Linked DNA regions of Mus musculus: region 2 is linked to region 1. The links are chromatin contacts, called in public Hi-C maps. All regions are on one chromosome and are shown on one strand. The core of a region is the stretch at or near the end of the contact, and the rest is flanking DNA. Distances in the headings are between cores, read along the strand shown. Region 1 has its middle 22 kb from the start of Gm31603. Region 2 overlaps Gm31718 (a long non-coding RNA gene).

Region 1 (4,726 bases), core at 857-3,356:
GACAGGAGTCTTTTTTGGTCCTCTTTTGCAGCACCCATACTGATTCCATGAGCATATATTTCCTCATGGAGAAAAATAACATGCCTACCCCATGAGGTGCTTCTAGTGCAGTCTGAGGTACTGATTTCTCCCTTAAGGATTATCTGAGGACCAACTGTTTGGAAAAATACTGCATTGTCTGTTGGGTCTCAGCACAACAAACAGAGAATCCTGGGGCTGAAGAGACTGAGTGTAGGGTCAGATCAGAGATATCTGCCCAGGCAGCAAGCATTATAGACACTGGGGCCTTCTGCACCGTAGGGTCCTAAGGGACTCTTTCCAAAGAGGACACTGTCAGGTAGTTTCCTGAGATCACAGCCTCATGGGGCCATCCCTGAGGTAGTCTGAGAAACATGAGAAGTGAGGAGCCTCATCCTAGCCAGCACCTACCTCTATCCACAGCCACTAGCCACAGTCAGGGCAGTACCACCATGAGCTATATAGCTAAGAATGGCATTGAGGCCACTGACTATATATTACACACAAGTGACAGTCACCAGGATGTGCACAGCTACACTCTAAGAACACTGGCCTCAGGAAGTACCCCACTGTCCCCACACTCCACCACAGGGCCATCCTTCTTCTACTGTGCGCAAGGATCGTAGAGGCTCGATCCTATCCATGGCTCCGAAGCAGATGTCTGGGACTGCTCAGCCAGGGCTCTGCCTCACCCTGTCTCCTCCCCATCTCGGTCACCACACTGTCAACAAGTGACCTTACACATAGCTTGCCAAAAGCCACTTCTTTCCACAGGGTTGCCACAGATGCAACTCCCTTCCTCCAAGGGGACACTGTGGCTGCCACGAGGCATCTGGCAAACTGAGGCTCCTGTTCTTTGGGGCCTTGAGGTTGCATTCCAGGCCAGGGATCCGACCATGACACTTCAGCCTTTTGTCCTGAGAGGCAGCACACATCGTGAAGTAGATGAGTTCAGATCTGAAAGGGAACAAGTCATTCATCTTCATGACTGGATCTGGGACTTGGGTGACCCCTAATCTATCAGTGCTTGGGTTCTTCGTTTATCAGATAGGCCCAGTGAAACACATGGGTCTCAGAGGAGTCATGGGTATGAAGATTCTCTGAAACTCCCAGATCTATGTGCATGCATCTCTCCCAGGGACACTTGACCCACCCACATGGTGGCAGGGATGGAGGAGGCTCACCTGTTTACAGTCCTGTGTTCCTGAACTTGTGTCTTGTTCTTTTGTTGTTGTTGTTCTCTGGGACACAATGTTCACTGGCGACTTTTTGGTCTCTGAACACGTGTTCCCGTGCAGACCCAAATCCATGACTGTTCTGAATACAATATCATATCATAGATCCAGTAGGGAAGCCAGAGTGGCCTGTGGGAAGCATCCTGCATCCAGACAGCCCCATTAGACACTAGTAGTCTGTAATTTGGAACCTGAAAAACATTAGCTGGAACTTAAAATAAGTTGGGCCTTGTTCCCTGGATATTTCAAAGTCAACTGAAATGGGAACCCAGGGTTTAGCCCAGATTGTGTGGGTGCTTTTAGAAGTTGGTGACTTTAAGTGCTGTGGGGGTGTTTGGGGACCTGTGGTGCCAGGCTCCATTTGGGGAATCTATCCCGCTTGGCCTTTCTGGGTACGTGAGTTGTTTGTTTTGTTTCAAGTGTGTGTGTGTGTGTGTGTGTGTGTGTGTGTGAGAGAGAGAGAGAGAGAGAGAGAGAGAGAGAGAGAGAGAGAGAGCGAGCCCAGGGCCTTTAGGCAATACTGTACCACTGGGCCACATCCCCGGGGCCTGCATAGTCTCTTTAGTTTCCAAACTGTCTATAAGCTCATTTTACAGCCTAAGCAGACTTTGGACATATAGTCTTCCTGCCTCAGTCTCCCAAGCAACTGGATTCAGACCTGTGTCACCAGGCCTGGCAAGGTGACAGGTTTAAGAAAAGACAAAGGTCTTTTGTCCCTGGAGATGTTGGCTACTGCCCAAGTTCCCAAGTCACCCCTTACTAAAAGCCTGTCTCAGTTCAGACTCATGCAACGCTGTCACTTGTCACTTAGCATCTGGGAGCTACTGTTTGCTCACTGTGAAATGGGAACAGCGTTCCCCACTGGCAAGGGCTTGTGGGTATTACACAAGATAACACGGTGGAGAGGTTTCCACACTAAGCAGACACAGAAACAGTGTGTGCAATTGTCCCCTTCCACTGCTGCCTCCCAGATGCCTCGGGACCCTGAGGAAGAATCCAGATGGGCTCTCAGATCTAGAAAGTTAAAGAAAAGAAGTTGGATAGTATGGGGCTCTCCTCCACAATTGTTGCCCACCAGCAAGTGAGTTCCCAGAGGCGCCACATCTGCCCCACACATGTGAAGTCTGTGATGCCTGCAGCTGCCAACATGAACCAAACCCATTTTAGATTGAGCTCAAGCAGTGCCAGCCTAGGCCAGAAAGTTGCCTGAGAGAATTAATTAGCCAGTGTATTTCCCAGAGGCTAGGGGCACAGGATTTGTGTGTGTGTCTTTTGTCTGTATGTATATGTATCTGTGTGTTTGCCTGTGTGTCTGTGTGGATATATCTCTGTGTGTATGTATCTGTGTGTGTGTCTCTGTGTATATGCGTCTCTTTCTGTGTGTCTGTGTGTGTATGTATCTGTGTGTGTGTGTGCCTGTGTGTGTATGTATCTGTGTATCTCTTTGTGTGTCCATAGGAGGTTACGTATACATCTTTCTCCTGCTTCTTAGAGAACTCCTGGAGTATAGCTAACACAGAGAGTTGGAGAAGAAGATCCTGTAAGCACCTCACTGAGTTCTCTGTACTTTTAGAGAGCCCATGGAGCTAACAAGGCTGGCAGAAGATTCTGAACTGCTAATGGCCAGGTCTGGGTATGCAGCTCAGTTGGCTGAGTGCTTGCTTAGCATGCAGGAAGCCCCTGGTTTAAGTCTCAGCACCACCTAAACCATATGTGTGCAAACACATATGTGATTCCAGCACTTGGGAGGCAGGAGGATCAGGAACCCCGGGTCATTCTTGACTACACAGCACATGAGACTACACCTCAAAGCAAGATGTTAATGAGCCCATTCATCCATTCAACATTTACTCTGGAAGGTGCCAAGGAGCTCACTAGCTCTTCCAATCTAATGACTTGTCTCAAATAAAGACCAAGTGTCCCTTGAGTTAGAAGAATTTACACTGCTGTCAGGTGTGGTGTGAGGACAGACCACATACACTGGGCTTCACTGCTGGAATCAGCCTCCTGAGTCCTTCAAGGGAGTCAGCTCACCTTAGTGTCCATCCCACAGAGCCCTAGGGACTGAAACTGGGGGTGTCTTCCTTGCTGTCTGCATCTTAACAGCTGCCTGTGGGTTAGGAGGAAGAACAACAAGCCATTTAAATGAGATCACTCCATAAACGCAGAGGAATCCAGGGCACAGAGAAAGGACACATTTGGGGCCTGGCAAATTCTAAAGCATGGTCCTAAACACCAGCTGCTTCTACCCTCTGCTACATGTAGACCCAGGGAACTGGGCTGCTCAAGGCTCCCCAGACAAGAATAGTTCCCTAGACAGCATGGAAACTTGCCTGGAGGGCCCGCCCAGTCAGGACTCAGTTCAGTACCCATCCTGTTAGCACTTGGCTAAGCAACAGCCTCTCAGCACTGACTTCAGTGCCATCCCTCAGCCCAGCAACCACCCTAGCATCACTCAGTTCAGGCTAGAGACACAGAATCTTTGCATGAGTTCACTCATGAGTATGTATATGTGTGTGTGCAGTGTGTATATATGTGTGTAAGTGGTATGTATATGTGTGTGGGATGTGTGGCATGTATATATGTGTATAAGTGGTATGTGTATGGTTGTGTGGTGTGCATATGTGTGTGAGTGTGTTTGTACTATGCTAATCCTTACACTAGCATCACTCAGCTCAGTTCTCATCACTCTGCATTTCCTCTTGCCAAACACACACAGCATACAAACATGGACACACACACACACATGTGCATCCATATACCAAACAAACATGAACTCACATACACGCACACCCACCACATAGACATGGACACACATACATCGCCACACAAACATGGTCATACATATCACTCAAACATGAACATACACACACACCACTTACATGCACACATGCACATGCATTTGCAATACACACATTGCTTACACACACATGTACAGACATGTACACATGCACACACATTCATACACACACCACATAAACATGGACACACGTACATACATGCACACACCAGATACGTGCACATAGCAATAAAATATAAGTCGATTGATCATGTTTCCCAGCAATCAACACAATAGACCCCTTCCAAGGGAGCAGAAGCCTCCTTACCTACATTTTCTGGAAGCCTCTGCTCTCTATCAGACTGCCAGAAGCCACGGTATAAGTAATGCTTGGGACCATCCCTTCCCTCTCTCCAGTGGAAATCCACCAGTGGACCACTCCTGCCTGTCTCCGTGTAAAAAATCTCTCAGCTTATGGTATCCAGAGAATTCTAAGTCACAGGCCCAGGCCTTCTTTTACCCCAGCCATAACCAGCATGAGGGACAGGCTCCCCCGAGACCCCCTCCTCATACCTGCTATGGTATGATCCCACCTGGAGGGATTTCACAAGGCAAATGAGATAAAAGCTTTGATGCAAGCTTGTCATGCTAAGGAGACCCAGCCAAGGTCTTGGCAGGGCCTGCAGCTTGCTCC
Region 2 (4,663 bases), core at 315-2,814, 99 kb after region 1:
TGTATACATGGTGTAAAAATTACACCAGGGCAATTGGCCTACATATCACATAAAACATTTATCATTTCTGTGTACAAGAACCCTTGAAAACCTTCCCCTTTCTAAGCTACAATGTATCTCCTTTCTAAGCTACAATGTATCTCCTTTCTAAGCTACAATGTATCTCCTTTCTAAGCTACAATGTATCTCCTTTATAAAACAATGTATCTCCTGATGCATTGTTTTCAACCATAGTGACTGTAGCATGCTACAAAACATTAGAAGTGACTTCTCCCACCTGTTCCCTAGCCTGGTTAACTACCCTCTCCTTCCCCCAGCCCATAATAACAACCATTCTCCTCTCTGTTTCCTTGACACCAACTCGTCAATGGCCACGTGGGAAAGTGTGTGGTATTCCTGACCCTTTCATCTTTTAGACCTGATGGATAACATGCTGTTCTACTAAGAAAGCTACAGCAATACCTCTGAAGCTAGGTAGCTTGAACAACACGTTGAGGAACACGTATCATCTGAGATTAGAAGTCCAGGAGCACACTCTTGGCCGATGCTATTCCTTGCAAAGGCCTCTCTGTGGCTTCCAGAGGAGCACCTGCTCATTGTGTCCCTGTTGGGTGAGGATCCTGTGTGTGCTGGAGGTGGCTCCTGTCCTAGGAGCCCTGTACTGACACCCAAGGACCCTGAGGGCCTGGCCCAGGCTCCCCACCCTCTTGTGTGAATGCCATTCAGGTTTTTGTTCATTGTTGCCTGCCGGACAACCGGGAGTGTTTTCTTTGGAAAGCCCAGCGATCCTGCATGCTGCCCTTCCTCTGTCCCGAACAAGTGTTGTTTAATGGGCGGCCGAGATTGTTTTGGAGATAGGCGTCTTTTCGAAAGAGGAGGAGGCTGTGTGCCTTGGTTACTTTGGCCACCTTCCTTTGTTTTTTTTCTGGAAACTCCTCCTCCCCATGTGTGAAGACCGTAGGTGTCAGGGACCTGAAAAACAAACACTCATTCAGCATGCAAGAACCAGGCCCTGAGAAGCCCTGCAAGGCCTCACATCAGGGTCCTGAGGAGGCCCTGAGAGGGAGAGGGGAAGGCAGCAGAGCCTGGGAAAGTCACACCCTACAGTGTGAACTGAGTTTGCTGACTGTTTTGGGGACCTGCAGACAGGGGCCTGTGAATTCCAAACACAGTACACAGGCCTTTGGCTTTCCCTCAGGCCCCTTCCTTCCTGTCCCTCAGCCTGACCCTCCCCTCCTGGCAGGCCCTTCCTGTTTCGGGGAAGTTCAGCTTGTGGTGGAAGAATGGCCATTGTTCCTCCCTCCTCCTGGTCCCCTGCTCACATCCGGTCCCTGGTCTCTAAGTTCCCCTTCAGAACAGCCCAGACTTTCCTTCTCAAGAAACCTGTGAGACGAGGGCATTTCCTCCCTGGCTACCCCGGTTCCCACCCTCTGTTTCCAGTAGCCTTCAGGCCTGCCAGACCATCAGGCTCCCTGCTTTTCTGTGACCCGAGGCCCACACCTGTGACTTAACAGCTCAGTGTCTCTTTCCTCACATTCTACCTGTCCCAAGACATATTTACCCTAGGACCTCATGTGAAAAGGCAAAGGGCGAGTTCTGTCACCCATGCCCTCACCCTTTCAGGCAGGCATCAATCACCCGGTTGACAGGTGGCAAGTGCCTCATCTGCAGGCTGGCAGCTCTCTACCATGACATCATGGCCAAGTGAGCTCTGGGGCCTTTCCTACTGGGTGCCTTCTCTGTCTGCTACTTGATTCCCACTGCTCTTGTCTGGGAGAAACCTTTCTTTTGTCTCCTTACACTAGGGACAGACCCAGGTTCCCCCATCCTACTGCATGATGAATTCTTGGTCCTCTCCATATTTGCTGCTCAGCCTTCACCCTACTTTCTATGACTGACCATGCACACACAGCTCACAAAGAGCCAGGGTCCTCTCCAGTGTGTTCAGAGCTACTGTCATCCCGGGAGATACCGCTGACCCCCTCCCCATTCCTCAGTGTATTCAGAAATAGTCCCCTGAGCAGCTCATTTAGGAGACATTCACCCATGGATTTGTGTGAGCCCCTTTACATGTTGGGGCCTAGTTAACACCATCAACCCAAGGCAGGATGACCTTGGAAGAGCAAAGAGACAAGGCAGGAGTCATAGTGGGTATTCTGAAACTGTCCCCTTTAACCTCTAGAGACAAGATGTATCTGTGGCAGATTAGTGACTCCCCTCTGCTATTAAGGTACACATATATGTCACCTCTGCACCCACAGAGGCCAAGATGGGTCCCTGAGGTCTACATTCAGCCTTATTCCCCGTCCTGTGGATGCTGAAATAATCTAAGATAACACAAATCAAGGATTATAGCAGACTCTGCTACACCATTAAACTTCACTAATACACACACACACACACACACAGAGAGAGAGAGAGAGAGAGAGAGAGAGAGAGAGAGAGAGAGAGAGAGAGAGAGAGAGAGAGCAACTTTCCCTCTGGCCAAGATCTAACCAAATCATTATCTCTTCAGGCTGCAGTGAAGATTAAGTCAAAAGCCCTGTTGACTGTACATGCAGTAGCTGGCAGGTGCTCACAGGGAGCAGCCTGGCTGATCCTCGTCATTTGTCCTCCATGTCATGACAGTCCACACCAACGTGAGGGCTAAACACAGTCACTCTAAAGTTCCAAAGTGTCCCATGGCTATTATTAGGCTGTGACAGGCAGCAGAGCCAGGAGAAGTGACCTGGCTCAGAGGACCACAACCTCTGAACGAATGTCATCATCTCCCCAAGTTCCTGAATCCATTGCCACTAGGTTGGGACATTCTCTTCAAGGGCCAGCTCCAAAGCTGGGTTGTAGGAAGTTGTGCAATCGGTGAGGTTCGCTGGCAAGGGATGACTTTCATCTTTTACACATTGACCCTCATGTTCCTGGAAGCTAAACGGGATGAACGTTTTGTTCTTCCCCCAAACACCCCGCCCCTTCTGTCCTCTGTCCTTCAACCAAACCATGTGTGTGTGGCACCCACAGTTCTCAAGAGACCTGGCCAGAACCCCAATTGGCACTCACATGCCCCCTAGAGCATGCACACATACAGCTCCAGAGCTTTTTTCTTTTAAATCCTTACAGCTGACCATTCCCTGTCAGATCCATAGAAGCCAGAGTATAGGGACCAAGTTGCAGGTCATAAAAGGCATTGGCTGGACTACTCATTTCTCAGGGACAAAGGAACCAGTACCCTCTCAGAGGCCATGGTCCAAGGCAGGGAGAGAATGAGGAGCCATCCTTCCATTACCTTTAGGAGATGGTGATGAGCAGCTAGAGACACTTTTGTTTAGGTCATAGGCAAAGTGGTCTGGGTACATACAAACCTGCACCAGATGTAGTGTTCACAGGACTGTGGTGGGATGCCAATAACAGCCCGAGGTTGGTACTTGGCAAACATGGGTGAGTAGACGAGGGGAAGTCTGGGGAGCAACTCTGTAATGATGGCCGCTCACACTGTTGTGGCTGGTGGCTTCCTCAGTAAAACGTATTTGAGCAAATGGAGCTGCACTTTCTCCAAAATGGTCCCACATTGTCCCCTCTAGTCATTCCCCTTTAGCTTGGGACCTTTATTAGCTTAGCTTTCTGTCCCCAAATGAGAAACTATCCTGATTTTCTTCCTTCCTTCCTTCCTTCCTTCCTTCCTTCCTTCCTTCCTTCCTTTCTTCCTTCCTTCCTTCCTTCCTTTCCTTCTTCCTTTCTTTCTTTCCTTTTTTTTTTTTTTTTGGCTCTGTTATCCCTACACCCACTTGTCAAGCCTCTGACGATAAACTTCATCAAAACAGTACGCATGTATTACAACCTCTGTCCTAGAAAAAAGACATTCACTGGGGCCTATGTGTGTTTGCAGAATGGTTTCCAAATTTGACCTGTGTCCCCAGAGCTGAGATCACCAGAGAGAGCTGTTACTACATCTCTGTCTTCCCCCAGGCAACGCACAGAGGCCAGAACGCCATGTGCTGAGAGCCATGCCATCCTCCAACTCCTTTTGCCCTTGGGATCAATGGTCCCCAAAAGTGTGTGGTGGTTGGACACCAGAAATACAGTGTCCATGAGAGAGAAAATGAAGCTGGGGAAGGTCACTGCTGAGATCTGCCCCTAGTCCCTGTCCACAAAACCCTTTCCCCGTTGGAAGGCATTCCTCTGTCCAGAGACTGGTTCTGTAACTTTGTTGCAGTCAATCTCCAAGGCAGGAAGGACTCCTTTAGTGTGTTCTTTGTTTTTCTGCCATACCTGTACCATTTACCAACCTAAGGTGGCTTACCAGGCCTTATTCAATTTTCTAGTCTACCTTTGTATGAGTCGATTTTCTATTGTTATAACAAAAATACCGATGCCAGGGTACTTTATTTAAAAAAAAAATGTTTATTTCACACAATGTTGTTCAAGAGCATAGTGTCAGCTCTGGAAAAGGCTCCCTGAGCATGCCAGATCACAGAAGATGACATCAAGGGAAAATCACATGGAAAGACAGAAAGAAATGGGAGAGGGACCAGTCTTTCTCCTTTATTAAAAATCATCTCTCAAGAACCAAGAAGGTTATCAGGAGAACTACACTAATATCTCTCTCAGGCAAGACCACCGCTGACCACTCATCTCCCATTAGGTCTGGTCTGCAGGCTTGGGCAGTGAG

The links. A called contact is a pair of places that touch in the nucleus more often than the background predicts.
Region 2: a Hi-C map of ECoMG-derived neutrophils shows a contact between it and region 1, with 1.7 times the contacts expected there. The contact joins two enhancer-like sites. A contact is called at or near these places in 8 of 484 Hi-C or Micro-C datasets (ECoMG-derived neutrophils, Th1 cells, embryonic stem cells and 4 more), 7 of 115 datasets of contacts at active chromatin or transcription factors (CD8 T cells, the HPC-7 cell line, double positive thymocytes and 4 more) and 1 of 9 other capture datasets (embryonic stem cells).

The regions. Positions count from the first base shown.
Region 1 is chr8:126,705,640-126,710,365 of GRCm38.p6, forward strand. No RefSeq gene overlaps it. Among named protein-coding and RNA genes, the nearest start is that of Gm31603, 22 kb to the right of the region's middle. Within about 2 kb of position 2,107, at least 48 of the 459 cell types and tissues checked have an H3K27ac peak or open chromatin away from gene starts, as enhancers often do. A contact at or near this core is called in ECoMG-derived neutrophils and neutrophils, where this site is marked.
Region 2 is chr8:126,804,742-126,809,404 of GRCm38.p6, forward strand. Gm31718 (a long non-coding RNA gene) reads right to left here. Exons shown (of 8, transcript XR_879375.3): 8 at 1-972. Among named protein-coding and RNA genes, the nearest start is that of A630001O12Rik, 42 kb to the right of the region's middle. Within about 2 kb of position 1,565, at least 165 of the 459 cell types and tissues checked have an H3K27ac peak or open chromatin away from gene starts, as enhancers often do. A contact at or near this core is called in ECoMG-derived neutrophils and neutrophils, where this site is marked.